2 separate regions of the Mus musculus genome follow, and region 1 is linked to region 2. A link is a contact called in public promoter capture Hi-C data. All regions are on one chromosome and are shown on one strand. Each heading gives the region's core, a stretch centred on a gene start, on an enhancer-like site or on the middle of the called end of the contact. The rest is flanking DNA. Distances are from core to core; before and after follow the strand shown.

Region 1 (6,696 bases), core at 222-2,721, 660 kb after region 2:
CCTGATCGCACAACCCTGGCTCTGCTGGGACTCACTTGCTTGACAGGAGACATGGAAGGAGTGAGTGACATACAGGACCGTTCTGCCCGTGTTGGAGGTGGGAACTCTTGCTTGCCTGCAGAGGGGTCCTCAGACCCGAGCCCACCTTAGCAGGGCAGGGGTTCCCAGTCTGGTGCCTCTTGGATTCTTTCCCACAAGCTGCCTCCTGATTGGAGAACGCTCTCCCAGGGACCAATCAGAAGTTAGCAGCTTCTCCCAGGATCTGAACCCCAAGCCTTTCAGGAGACAGTGACCCCTCTGGCTGAGATTCTGGCTCTCTGCTTCTCCACCCACATTCCTCCTAGATCCCTGATACCCAGGAACAGCTGGGGTCTTTACCATCTCCTAATTTGGGCATCTGGAGGAGAAGGATGGAGTCGAGGGCCGCTGGGCGTGCCTGGGCATACCTATGAGCAATGCGTTTAATTCAGTGTGCCCTTTGCTGGGGCTCCCTTCAGTCCCCCTCCCTCTCCAACATTCACCCCTCCACCCGCCCTTCAGTCTCCATTCCCTTAACGAAAAAGCCACTTCCTCAAATTGCATAGCCCCAGGGTTGAGTTCAGAAAGAAAGGGCCTGAGGGTGGGGTTCAGAGTGCTTCAGACCCCACCCTGCCACTAGATGTCACGGTGCACCTTGGCCTTCAGGACCATACATTGACCTCTACCTTGGCACGTCTTTTGGTGTCGCAGGCTGGAGCCCTAATCCTCTGCCCCGTCAGCCCATTGTCCTTCAACCAGGCACATCCTCCCAGCCACCGGGAGCCACCCAAATCTCCATCCATAAACACCACACAGATCAGTCCTCTCCTCGCCAGTCCTCTCACGCCCCATCCGGGGTCTTCACTACTGGCTCCAGCTCAGTATGCTCAACGCTGTCTGGGGCAGCCAGAATGCACTCCCAGATAGCCCCATTCCAGGCTCATGCTGTCGCTCTCATGCCTGGGCTTAGCATTCTGGTCCCTGCCAGGGCCACAGTTCCCCCCACTCCACCCCACTCCCTATTTCTCATGGCAATGTGGATCTAATATGGGGGGTGTCCAGCTTCCAGAAGGTGTTCAGGAGGCTCCTCTCCACCCCCTGGTGTTGCCAAGATCTTTAAGAAGCCTCAGGGTTTCCTCTGAGAAGCATTCTCCGGCCCCAGACTGGCTTTGGTTGCCACCTATTCACTCCTGCCCTGTCCCTTCGGCTACTCCTGCTCGCACTTTCTGCCCCTCGGAGCTGGAGGTGAGGGGGAGCGTCCAGAAAGGGGAATTTACTGAATAAAAGAATGAACAAGCCAAACACGGAAAACAGGAATTGACAACTTGCGGGCAGAGGGGCTTGGAGGGCGGGGCCAGGCTTGACGGACGGGTTTGCAGATCCAATCCAAGAGGAGTCCGGCGGGAAGCCCCGCCCACGCCCCGCCCCCGGCTGCTGCTTAAGGCCGCCGGCTGCTCGGCAGCGAGCGCAGGCGCAGCAGCGGAGGGCTTACCTGCAGCAGGTGCTTATTCCTGGGAGCAGCACGGAATGCAGCCGCCTATACGGGAAAATATGCTGCGGGAACGGACCGTGCGGCTGCAGTATGGGAGCCGCGTGGAGGCGGTGTACGTGCTGGGCACGCAGCTCTGGACCGATGTCTACAGGTGAGCCGAGAGAGAGTTACCCTCTCACCTACCCTTCACAAATCTTGAGACCCTGGACCTGGCTCCAGTATCCAGGTTGCCCCTCAATTCGAGATCCTCAGAAATCCAGAGAGAGTCCAGGCCAGGATCCACTTCCATGCAATCCTGAGGCCCCTCTAAGACACACAGTTACAGCCCCTGTCACAGCCTCCTCTCTGAGACTACTCCCTAAATCTAGCCTTCTCATGACTGGTCTTTCCAGCCCCTCTCCTGGGTGACTTTAACACACATGGGCTCTCTGTAACACGCCCCTTTCACTCCCCCATTCCTTCTTGGCTGACCTTTCACCCCAGCCCAGCCTCCTCCACCAGTGGACTGCCTACCCCTGCAAGCAGAAACAGCCTGGGATGTGCTGGGGACTGACTTGTCCAAAGGGGAACTGCCCACGTGGAATCTGGCCTGGTACTTATCCGATTTCACCCTCCGGGGGGTTGCTGGTGGTTGCCTGTCCCGGGGCACTGGCTGTGAGCTGTGTCCCCAAATACCTTTCCTGACTTCACCCTGAGATCAGAGAGGGGTCACTTTCCACCCGCTATGGCCCTGGGAGCCAGGGCCCGTTTCTTCCCCATTTTCTCTGCCCACACGCTCGCTCGATGGGGGTCAGGGTACCTGAGACAGAAGGCTGAAGGAATCTCGCAGAGTGTGTCCCACAAACCCAGAGAAACTGATAGGGTATAGTGTGGGACCTAGGAAAGGTGCTATGGGGAAGGAGTAGTCTGAGCAGCCTGAGAGGCCACACTGAAGCCACCATCTGCTCCGAGCACTCTCAGTGTTCTGCCTTGCGAGGGAGGAAGGGCTTCATGCTGGAGGGAGGGGCATGCCAGATTCTGTGCCTGTACATCCTCTATGGGCCGTGTTCCCAGACCATTCTGACACTAAAGCGCCTGACTCTCCCGAGCCTCCCAAAGCCCACCTAAGCACCCCCTCATGCTCTTCTGCCCGCTCTCCAGCTCCTTCCCACTGCTCGGCCACTTCACAGGAGGCCCCGGTTCCCGCTGGTCTCAGCAAGCCTAAGACGGGGCCCCTCTCTGCTCCTTTAGCCCTTAAGCCTCAGCCCCAGCCTCCACTTCACCTGGGCCTGGACTTCAGTGGGCCTTCATATAGACCCCAAAGCAGGATTATAACACAGGGGTGGGGTGTGGTCTAGGCGCCAGTGGCCTGGGAGGGTGCCCATCTCTCCCCACTCCCTGCTCTGAACTGGGCATTGCCAAGGGGTAAGCCAGGATCCTGGGCCCTAAGCCACAGTTGTCACCATGCCTGTCAGCTTGCCTGCCGGGGCACTGTGGGGACTCTCTGAAAGACTGGCATGCTGCCTCTGCTGGGGGCTAAGGAAGAAAGGGGGTCTGTGCCTAAGTCCTTGTCCTTGCTCCACCTAAGCAGAGAGAGGCCCAGCACAGTGGAGGGCAAGGGGACAGGTGTCCACTAGCCTCAGCCAGGACTCAGTTCACAGAGAGTTCCCCAACACCAAGAGTCAGCACAACCTAGACCATAACCTGCCCAGAGGAAGCTGTACGCAGGCCACCGTTGTCATTGCAAATGTTGTAATAGTCTACCTTTAAAAAAATAAGTTAACCAGACGTGGTGGTACACACCTGCAATCCCTACACACCAGAAGCTGTGGTCCGAGGACCACAAGCCGAAGGCTCATTCATACTACATAGTGAGTTCCAGCTCAGCTGGGGCCGCACAGCATGACCCTGTCTCAGTATACCCCCAACACATGCATGTGTACCTCAAAAAGGAGAAAAAACAGCCCGTAATCCCAGCACTGGGATGGGAGGCAGAGGCAGGAGGATCGCTGTATTATTCAAGACTAGTCTGGTCTACATAGTGAGTTCCAGGACAGCCAAGGCTACACAGAGAGACCTTGTCTCCCACCCCACCTCTAAGAAACACTCATAAAAGTTATTTCTTGTAATTAGTACTGGAAGCTGGGTGTGTGGTGCATGCCTTGAACCCAGCACCTGAGAGGCAGAGGATGTCCACGGATGGAGCCCTGTGAGCTTGAGGCCACGGCAACCTCCCGGCCAGACAGGGCTACCTAATAAGACCCTGCCTGTCTCAGAACAACCAAAAGAAAAGAAAAGGTGGACCTGGAGAAGTGACTTAGAGGGTAAATGTGTCGCTGTTAGCGTGAGGATCTCAGCTTGACCCTCAGGTTCCCATGTAAAAAGCTAGGTGTGGCTGTGTGCTCCTGTGCTCTGTGGGGAGCAGAGACAGAAGGTCGCTGGGGGCTTATCAGCTCGGTTCCAGGGTCAGTGAGAGCCCCTGGCAGAGAGTATCAGCATAGGACACCCAGCATCTTCCCCTGGCATCCATGTCTACTTATCACACCCACCTGCAACACATGCACACACATAAAGCACACACACACACACACACACGTTAGAGAGATGGAATTACTTTAATGCTCATGCAATAGTTTGTTAAGCCCAATGTATCCAAAGTGCCGTCGTTGGAATACGTGATCATGGAAGATAGTTCATGAGAAAGCTGCTGATCTTCGCCTGTGACGCTTTGTGATCCTTAAAGTTCATCTGGAGTGATAGTGAGCTGCTGGTTGCTCTGCAAGGGTCCCACAGTCACCTATGTTGATGGCCACTGTCCCGGATAGCACATGTCTGGACCAGAGACCCAGTATCTCTCTAGGTAATTCTTTGCTGAAGGGACTGTTCTGTAGAGTATAACGTAATGAGTGGTATTCCTGCCTCAGCTTACCCACTGTGAGTCGCAGCCTCACTCCTACACGATATGACAACCAAAAATGCCTCCAGACAATATCAGATGTCCCAGGGAAAGAAAGTCGTGTGTCAAGGGACCTCCTTCATCAGGACATGTCCAGTATCTGTAGGGACAAGCCTCTTCTCAGGTGGAAAGGACCAGAAGGGGTCTTAACACTAGGAAAAGATGCACTGCCCCTCTTGGTCCTGAATGAGACCTGGAAGATGCTTTTTGAGCATCCTGGTCTGCAAACCAAGAAAAAGAGGCTCAGAAAGAGGAATACATTTGCCCGGTGACAACCAGGACACAGGTGTGAGTCATGTACCTCAGAGCTCATGCTTCCCCCTAGCCACCCTCCACCCTGGATGGGAGTCCCCTGCCCCTTGAAACATTGACACCTCATCCTGCCCCACTTCTCACCGAGTCCTCCCTAGCTGAGACACAGGTTCTGGCTCAGGACTCCAAGAGATGCTGTCACCCCAGGGCCTCTGAGTAGATGCCACAGAGCAAGACCTGTGTGTAGCGCATCCAATTATGTAGGAAGGAGGGTGGGGACCCCTCATTCTTTCATCACGTCACAAAGGGGAATAAGCAAGCCCCACTCCACAAGGCTGAGGGTGAAGGGAAGGTGAGCCTCTTTCTTCCAGATCTTTAGGTCTTGGTAGGAATTGCCTGTCAGCCGGACACCAGTCCCCACCATTATCTCCTGTGGAGTGAGAGGTCTCTGAGGAACTTAGAAGTTGTTGGCACAGTAGAAAGAGACAATTTATTATTTATTTTGCTCTGTTTTTGGCTTTTAAAGATCTTATTATTATTGGGCTGGAGAGATGGCTCAGTGAGTGAGACCGGAGTCCAAATGTCTGCACCCACAGAAACACCGGTGCAGAGAAAGGAGGCTTGCAGGGGCTAACTGCCTAGCAGCCTAGCTCCAAGTCAGTGAGAGACTCCAATTCAACGAAATGAGGCAGGACTCATGCCTTTGATTCCAGCACTTGGATGGCAGAGGCAGGTGGATCTCTGTGAGCTCCAGGTTAGCCTGATTTACATAGTGAATTCCGAGACAGCCAGGGCTGCACAGTGAATTGTCTTAAAAAAAAGAGAGAGAGAAGGAGAGAGGGAGAAAGAGAGAGAATAAGGTGGAGATTGATAGAAAAGAGAAAAGTACACTCTATGTCATCTGGCCTCTGTGAGTCTGCACAGATAAACCCACATGTGTACACACACACACACACACACACACACACACACACACATACACACACACACACGAGAAAGAGAGAGCACTTGCCATTATTTACTTAATGTAGCTCCCTAACATTTATTGAACACCAGGCAACCTTCCGAATATTTACATGTCATTTAATATGTATGTGTAATTTGCATATGCCCCGCCCCCATACCGTCACGGGGGAGGGGGTTTGGGGGGGAAGGAGCTGTTATCCCTTTCATCCTTAAGGGACATAAAGTCAGACCACACGACTGAGGAGTGGTGGAGGAGCAGAGCCCAGGCTGCTCTCCCAACCTGTCTTCCTGAGGCTCCCAGTTTGATTGGGGGGCGTGGCTCCTCCCTGCTCTGCCCCTTACAGAGCCATGGGGCGAGCATGTGAGCACAGCGGTTGATGGTTGCTGAGTTCCTAGCATGATGGTTGCTGAGTGCCTAGCATGAGACTGAGCTTGCCATTTTCAACCTCAATAGGCAGGCCCTGTTGGATGGGTCCACGGGAGGTCAAGGGTATGCGGCAGAGCTTGGCAGAGCACCGACACTTGCTGCCGAGAGAGTGACGCCAGGCCAGGTCCCGTGGCCCCATAAATTAGAACAACACCCAGAGCCCTGGGCCTGGGACAGGAGGCGCTGCCAGGAGCTACTTAGGATTCAGGTTTCAGGCTGGTGCCCAGGAGTGGGAGGGCTGAGAAAGGACCTGGCACCCCACGTGCTAGGCTCACAGTCGCTTCACTTAGTGGGGCCCCTGAGGCTCTTCCTCGCTGAGCAGAGGTCCCCAAGTTAGGAAGACAATGTAGCCCCAGGAGCACACGTCCCCAAACACCAAGGTTTAGAAGTGACTGGCTCCTCTCCTGCCCACACATAGCCATGCTGGACCCTGAGCCCAAGAGTCCAGGACAGGAAGCCACTGTTGATCGTCCCCATTGGACCCCAGACTCTTATCTACAAATAAGCGGGATATCAGGGGGATCTTGAGACCCCCATGAGCCTCTTGATCAAGCCCCACTTAATCTTCTCTGGGTCCTTGCTTGGAGGACCATGGTGAGGACTCCA
Region 2 (7,275 bases), core at 3,450-5,949:
GGGGAGGGGAGTGGAGGAAAAAGAAAGAGGGGGAAGGGAGGAAAAAATAAAGGAGTGGGAGGGGAGGGGAAGGAAAAGGTGGATGGGAGGGAAAAGAAAATAAGCGAGGGGAAGGGGAAGGGAAAAGGGGGGAAAGGAGAGCAGAAGGAAAAGAAGGGAGGAGGGGAGGGAAAAGAGGAATGAGAGAGACATTCATCTCTTTAGGAACATGTGTATACACACACACACACACACACACACACACACACACACATACAGGGATGAGGTCATGCCTGTTGGCCCTTCTCTTTGCAGCTATGCCCTGCCCCCCAGCAGATGCCCACTGATTTTCTTAATGATGACAGTGTCTAGCAGGGACACGCCCTCTCCCATCTGTGCAGATGAACACACTGAATAATCCTTTCACCTTCAGTTTGGTGAAGGATGAAGTACACACACTGGATCCCTCAGCCAACCTCAGGGCTGGGCCCAAGGAAGGAGGGAGTGCCAGACTTCCCAGGGAGCAGAGCCCAGCCTGGGAGGCAGACAGCACAGTGCTGGCCCCCTGCTGATCCCTTACTGGCTGGGTGACTTTGGCAGTCACCTAACTCCCCAAGTCTCAGTTTCCTCCTCTGCAAAATGGGACTGATTTTATGTCTCAGAGAGGGGATAAGTATTAAAGGAAACACGAAAGAAAAAAACCACGTAGCTAGGATATTCACCACTCCTTCCCCCACTAGGCAAAAGATCTGCCTCCCATGGAGCTGTAAGCATCAGTCAGGGTATCCAGGCAGAGAGGCATCCTTAGAGGGCCCCTGGCAGCCTTGGCCAGCATACCTGGAAGGCTGCTGCCAAAGGGAATGATGGAAAGAGGGCCCGGGGCAAGGCCAGGAGGGAGCTAGAAGGAGCTCTGCTTGTCTGTGATTAATCTTAAAGAGTTGGCTCCTCAGTTTCCTAAACTGTAGCAATAGGTTTGTAAAGCCATCTTGTAGTGGGAAATGAGGACATATCGATACAATGGAAGCTATGAAGGAGAAAAGCCCAAATTCAAAGTACTACCCAATTCCAGGAAGGGAGTGGTCTTGGGTTGCTTTAAAAACAAACAGCGTGAACCAAGACTATCCCAGCCCTGGGCACTGACCTCTATCTAGGGCAGCGCAACTGCACAGCTCCCTGCTCAGGGCACTGGGATATTAGGGGCTGAGATGAAAGCCACCAAGTTCAGTGACCCCCCCCGAAGTCGGAAGTCACTCCAAGCCTAACTGAAAAGCCCCAATTATATAAGTTTGACCTCCCAGGAAAATGTTCTTGGATGTGAGGAGGCGTGGCTTGGAGAGGGGCGGGACCACGGGGACGTCCACGGGTGAGATAACTAGACACCATTCAGTCCTCAGCAGTGGACCGGGGGCGCACGGAGGAGTGTGGTGTCCTCACGCGGTGGATCTTAGAGAACACAGAAAGGGGGTCATCTATGAAGCCCATCTCCCTGCAGGCAGTCGCAGCTCCTCATCATCGTGAGCCTCTTCGAGTCAGCCCTCAGACCATGTCTGGTTACACCCAGTTGCAAACCAGGAGCTTGCAGGCCCGGCCCACCCTCTCCACCCTACCCCCACCCCCACCCCCATCCCCGGGCTCCGACAGGCCAGGTCTCTGGATCCTTTAGCTCTAATTAGGTCTTCCCAGAGCCCCCTGTTTCAGCAGAGAATGTTCCAGAGCGTAACCAGCCAAGTCTAAAGAGTCTCATCACTCCCTCTACCTCCTCAGCCTGGCTCTTTTAGGGTCACTGCGCAAGTTCAAGTATGCAGCTTCCCATTGCCCAGTTCAGAGTGCTTCAGGGAGTCCCTAGGCGATGTTGGAGACCAGAGAAACGGGCCTTCTTTGAAGAGCCTAGTGGTAGGGAGTGGGGTATGGGAGTGTTGCAAAAGGTACACAGCTCTTTGGCTCTGCCACTCGACTCCTCGTGCCCCTCCCGCAGCAGTGACTGTGTCCCTCTCGGGAAAGGCCGGTGAGTCTCTGGGTGCGATGCCTGAATCCACCATCTCTTCCTGGGCATACCCCTGGCTACGCCAGGTGCACAAATCGTGGGCATCACCACCGCCTGCTAAAAGGGCGCCCTCCTCTGGCCCAGCCCGCCGCTCACGCTCGCGAGGACTCTCCCTTTGCTCCCACCTGGCAAGGTGGCACCTAGCCTGGAAAGGGAAACTGGATCCCACCCAGAGGATTTCACACCCCTATAGAGAAGAAGAGCCTTGGAGCCTCGGGGGTCCCTGAGCCCAGCACAAGTTTCGAGTCCGAGATCTGGGCCTGCAGAGCTGAAAGGAGGCGTGTACCCCCACCCACGTGCCCTGGTTCCACGCGTTCACCCTGGCGCCCGGAGCAAGCCCTTCCCGCAGCCTGCAGAAGCTAGCGAGCCGAGTCAAAGCTCCAGGGCGCCGGAATAGCTCTCCGCAGCCAAGCCGCTCAGGCGCCAGCTCGCAGGGTGGGGTCCTGACGCAGTCGGGGTTTCCCACCCGGTTCTTCCCCTCCCCTCCCCCTCTTCGTTACACCGTGTGCATCCCAGGTTGAGAAGAAGGGGAGCTTCCCGTTCGGGCCCCAACCCCCAATCCTGCTCCCTGCAGCGTCCAGGTGAGGGCTCCCGTGCCTTTCTACAACGTCTAGCGTCTTCTCGGTGGCGCTGGAACCCGGAGCCTCCCACTTGGAATCCTTCCCTCTAGAGACATCCATCTCAAAGGGGGAGCTCTTGTCCCCAAAGTTACAGAGAGATTTAATATACTTCAGAAAGTATTGGCACCCAGAGAGGGTAGGAGGGACAAAGTACCTGCCTGACATTCCTTTGGGTCTCCACCAGCTCCTCCCCCACTGCCTACAGGACCACCTCCCAAGGCTCAAATTCTCCCATCAGCGGACCAAGCTCTCTCTTCAAAGACTCAGGCGGTCGGAGGGTGTAGGTTATTTTAGAGGCACGCCCCTTGGAGGACAATTTCAGAGCTCATATAGGTTTTTCTCAGTTTGCGGGACAAGAATTGACCCTCCACCGCGGCCTAAATGGGACAGAGGCCAAGGCTCCATCCGAGACAATGCCTACTTTTTCCACTCTCCCACCTCCCAGGGTGGCCACGCTCTGATTTCAACACCGGTGGTTGGTTGTGACTTGACCTGGAGAAGGAGCTTCCCCCACCCCCTACCCCCACCCCCGCCCCCACCCTCTGGAATCCCCCACCTATGACTCTGTTGGCCCTGCCTCCGCCCTGCTGGGCTGGCATCTGCTCCCTGTTCCCTGCCCGGAAGGCACTGGGGCGTCAAGTTCGACTTCCATATCATTTAAGACCCACCAGAGGGCGGCGCTGGGCAGGGTGCCCCTCCTCCCAGGTAGCCCTAACCATACACTCTAGAACTGCTCCGCACTGCTGGCTCTGGGCAAGCCTTTGAGCTCCAGTTTCCTTCCATCTGGTTCAGCCTAGGCCATGACCAAGCCCATGCGGGACACACACACACACTCACACACAGATGCGAGCCATACTGTTGAAACTCCTCCAGCCCCAGATGTGCTCACAGTTCCCTGCCCAAGTTCCCTCGATCTGCACCTGCTCCCAAACCCAGAGCTTCTAGGACCTCAAGTCCTGTACTTCCACGTGTAGCTGGGTACACTCCTGTCCAGCTCTAACAGAAATACAGTCACCGGCTGTCACACAGCCCTCTAGAGACCAGGCAGCACACCGGGGATCGGCGTGAACCGCCACACCTCAAACACCCTTTCCTTAACAGGCTCCCACATGCCGCGACGCTCACACACTTACCCTCCTGAAGGAGTTCACACCCCCAAACACTCAGACTTTCTCTCTCACCTCTCCATGCAACTGATCTAGACTCTCTGTTACCTCTCTCACACACACACCATCACACAGCCACATCTAAATGTACTCCCGTGCCCTCTCCAAACATAGCTGATTCTCGGACACTCACAGACCCAACAAAGACACACACACACACACACACACACACACACACACACACACACACACACACACACACACCACTGGCACAGACCCACGAGAGCTTTCTCCAAAAGATCTATCCTCTCTTCGCTGCACGGAAGCCCTCCTGGACTGTGCCTACAGCCCGAGACTCCCAGAGCCATCCGGGCCCGCGCCCTTCTCGGTCTTTGCGCGCATCCCCCGGCCCCGGGCTTCCGCGGGCGCCCGCACACTCACCGCGTGCCAGGTCCAGAATCGCGGCGAGCAGCAGGCAGGAAGCGCGGCGGAGGCTTGGAGCAGCTTGCATGGTGTCCAGAAGCTGGCGGCGCTGGCCGAGGCGGCGGCGGCGGCAGCGATCGCAGTGGCGGCGGTGGGTCCCCTCGCCATGGGCTCAGAAGCGCTTGTGACCCGGGCCGCCGGCCGTGGCGGTGACGAGAGGCGAGGAGAGCCGAGGGGAGGTCCCCATGCTACTGTAGCCCGGCCGCCAGGCTACCCGGGGCTGCTCTGGGCTGTACCGGGATGCTCCGGGCTGCACCACCAGGCTACTCTGGGCTGTAATAGGATGCTCCGGGCTGCACCAGACGCACTGGCTGCTCCGGGCTGCACCGGACCTGGCTGGGGCGCGCAGCTGCTCCCGGCTGGTTGGCTGCGATAGGCGGCCACGGCGGCCGGAGTCGGATCCGTGGCGGCAGTGGCGGAGTTTGGAGCCGAAGCTCTGCCCGCGCCGCCGCGCTCTGCCCCGCGCTCGCTCTTCTCGCGCCCCCTCCTCTCCCTCCTTTCCTGCCGCCCCGCCCCCGCCCCCCCCCACCCCCCGCGCTGCGCTCGCTGCCGTATTCTACAGACTTTTCTTTAATCCGTTCTGGGCTGTTCGGCTCTCGTCCGCTAAGCCGATTTATTGCAGAGAGGAGAACTCGCCCCCCTCCCTCTCGGCTTCTACCCTCTGCTCCCCCCACCCCCATCTCATCACAACTGCTTGCTTGTGAGCTGCATCCTCCCATACACACACACCAAGCTTCGCTCCACCCGAATCGCCCTCCCCACCCCTCCACCTGGACGTGTCCCTGGACGCCCCTTTCCTCCGCTTGGTGGATGCAAGCACCCTTCCTCCTTCCAGGAGAGAGAGATGCTTTCCCCGGAGGGATGTAGGTCCTCAGGGCTTGCTTTGACACCTATGAACGTCGTCCTTAGGGGCTTCAGAGCTTCAGTGTTCCACAAATAAGGGCTACCCTCCAGCCCGCGCCCCGCGCAGAACAGCTGCATTGTATGTGCAGGCTGGACCGGGCAAGGGAGGCATCGACTTTTTCTTCTGAGACCAAGATGTCACCTTAAAAAAAAAATCAGGGCTGACACCCCAGCTCCTCCACCTGAGAACCGGGGTGGGGTTGAAACTTGTGTCAGATCGTCGCTTTGATCGCTCACGCACTATTGAGCCTGGGCTGTGGGGTCTCCCACGTGAGGAAGAGGCAGGTGCTCCTAGCTCTTAGGGTGGTGGTGGGGGTGGTGGAACCAGGAGTTAGATCGTCAAGTTCCAGAATGAACAGCAGAACCAGAGAGTGACTCTGAGCCCCCAAACCAGGACCCAGGTCTCCTTATGCTGCATTCTCCAGGGAAGTCCCAGCTCCCCTATCTTTACTAAGCTGCTGCATCCTTGTTGCTCAGTTTACTTAGCCGGGCAATGGGTACACTGGCAGCCCCACTGGCTGCAGGCCTTGGGAGAGGGGTGGGCAGTGAGTAATGGCCTGGCAGGTGCTACTAGGAAAGACTTGTGCCAGGATGCCCCACGGAGTGACCCACTCTCCTCCTTACCCTCTGCAGCCTTGTCAGCACATGGCCTTTCAAGGCAGCTAGCTAGCTAGCTGCAGTTCAGGGTCGCTCAGCCTCCCTGCTCCAGGGAAGGAGCGATTTGCATTTATTTAGATCTGAGCGAATACGTTCACCTGACAGGCTTTAGAAGGATCCTCTTAGTAAAATAATAATAATGATCGTAATAAACCCTTATAAATAGGTGTTTGATTACAGTTTGTCCCTCCGTGGGTATTTTTTTTTTGAATCAGACTAATTGGTTGCTAGACTGATTGGGCTGGATCTGGCTTGAACACTGGAGTCTTGGGCCTTTATCCTTTCCCTGGCTGTTCTCCACTCCCCCTTGCTACGCCTCCAAGTCTCATCTTCCCCAAGCTACTGAGGGGTGAGCTTGAGGGCATCTCCCCTCCCCTCCAAAAAAAGCTTCCCCCCCACCCACCCCCCGCTAAGCAAGCCAAGGGAAGAGCACAACCCTTGCCTGTCTGATCCTGCCAGTCTCTCCCTCCCACCTCTCTGCTTCTGGCTTAGGAAAAAGCTATCCAGGATTCTAAGCCCTCGGTGTGAGAGGTTCCCTGGCTGAGGAGCTCCAAGCCCAGATGCCCCCCCGCCCCCCCTCCCGGGCTGGGCTAGGCTTACAGGAAATGCATGCATTGCTGTGTGGCCTTCCATGCTCTTGGAGTCTAGGTGCAACAGGATGGAGCCAGGTGAAGGAGGACAGGCAAGAGTTCTTCAGAAGGCCAAGTGGGCGTGGCTTCCCGGCCGCACCCACCTACCACTGTCCTTGGGGGAGGAGCTGAAAGGAGCAGGTCATTGGTGAAACTACCCATCAGTCCCAAGCTTAACCAGCTGGGAAAGAGGGCCAAGGTATTGTCTCCACGGAGTCCTCTAAGAATGGCGTCAGTGGAGAGGGTGGAAAGGAGAAAAGAAGTTTGAAACCAGGGAAGTCTGGTTTCACGGCTGAGTATCTTGGGCCTGGAGTTTTTTATACCTTAATGGACCCACCTTTATTCCCAAATCATCTTCACTATCCACCCTGTCCTTGAACATTACCCTGTGGAGAAAGTACTGTTCACCCTGGCCCGTGGCACATAGTAGGTCTTCACTGAGTATTGGATGGATGGAAAAATGAATGTAAGGCTGAATGAGGTTGGATAACTGGTTGGTTTGTTCCTTAGCTCTGAGCTCAAGCTGGTACTCGGTGGGTGCTCAGAGGCAAGCTGTAGCCACGAACCTTCTCAGAGATCCAGGATTGTGACGCTACTCCGCCCTGGTGCAGAGTTGGTTTCCCTTGGAAGGGCCAGGCTGCCAAAGCACGCCTATTACCATATGGTAATGATAATAGCAACAGCCCGCCTCCCAGCTCGGCCAAAAGCCCCGCCCCTTCGGCTCCATAAACCACAGCACTGGAGTCCTTTCTTCTGCTGCATAGAAAGGTGACTCGGAAGCACAGTCAGTTAACAGGGGGCTCTGGGAAACTAAGGCAAAGGAGAAGTCACCCAGGGCAGCCACAAGCTTTTCA

What was found. Promoter capture Hi-C pulls out the DNA fragments that hold promoters and counts their contacts.
Region 1: a promoter capture Hi-C map of liver shows a contact between it and region 2, with 6 times the contacts expected there. The contact joins the promoter of Padi2 here to the promoter of Igsf21 in region 2. A contact is called at or near these places in 4 of 39 promoter capture datasets (the 3T3-L1 cell line, hippocampal neurons and liver), 2 of 484 Hi-C or Micro-C datasets (both in cortical neurons) and 2 of 115 datasets of contacts at active chromatin or transcription factors (embryonic forebrain and embryonic stem cells).

What each region holds. Positions count from the first base shown.
Region 1 is chr4:140,904,889-140,911,584 of GRCm38.p6, forward strand. It overlaps Padi2 (peptidyl arginine deiminase, type II), which reads left to right and starts at 1,472. Exons shown (of 16, transcript NM_008812.2): 1 at 1,472-1,661. The coding sequence starts at 1,546. It overlaps Gm46719 (a long non-coding RNA gene), which reads right to left and starts at 4,966. Exons shown (of 2, transcript XR_001784481.2): 1 at 4,842-4,966; 2 at 4,086-4,374.
Region 2 is chr4:140,242,112-140,249,386 of GRCm38.p6, forward strand. It overlaps Igsf21 (immunoglobulin superfamily, member 21), which reads right to left and starts at 4,700. Exons shown (of 10, transcript NM_198610.2): 1 at 4,191-4,700. The coding sequence starts at 4,260.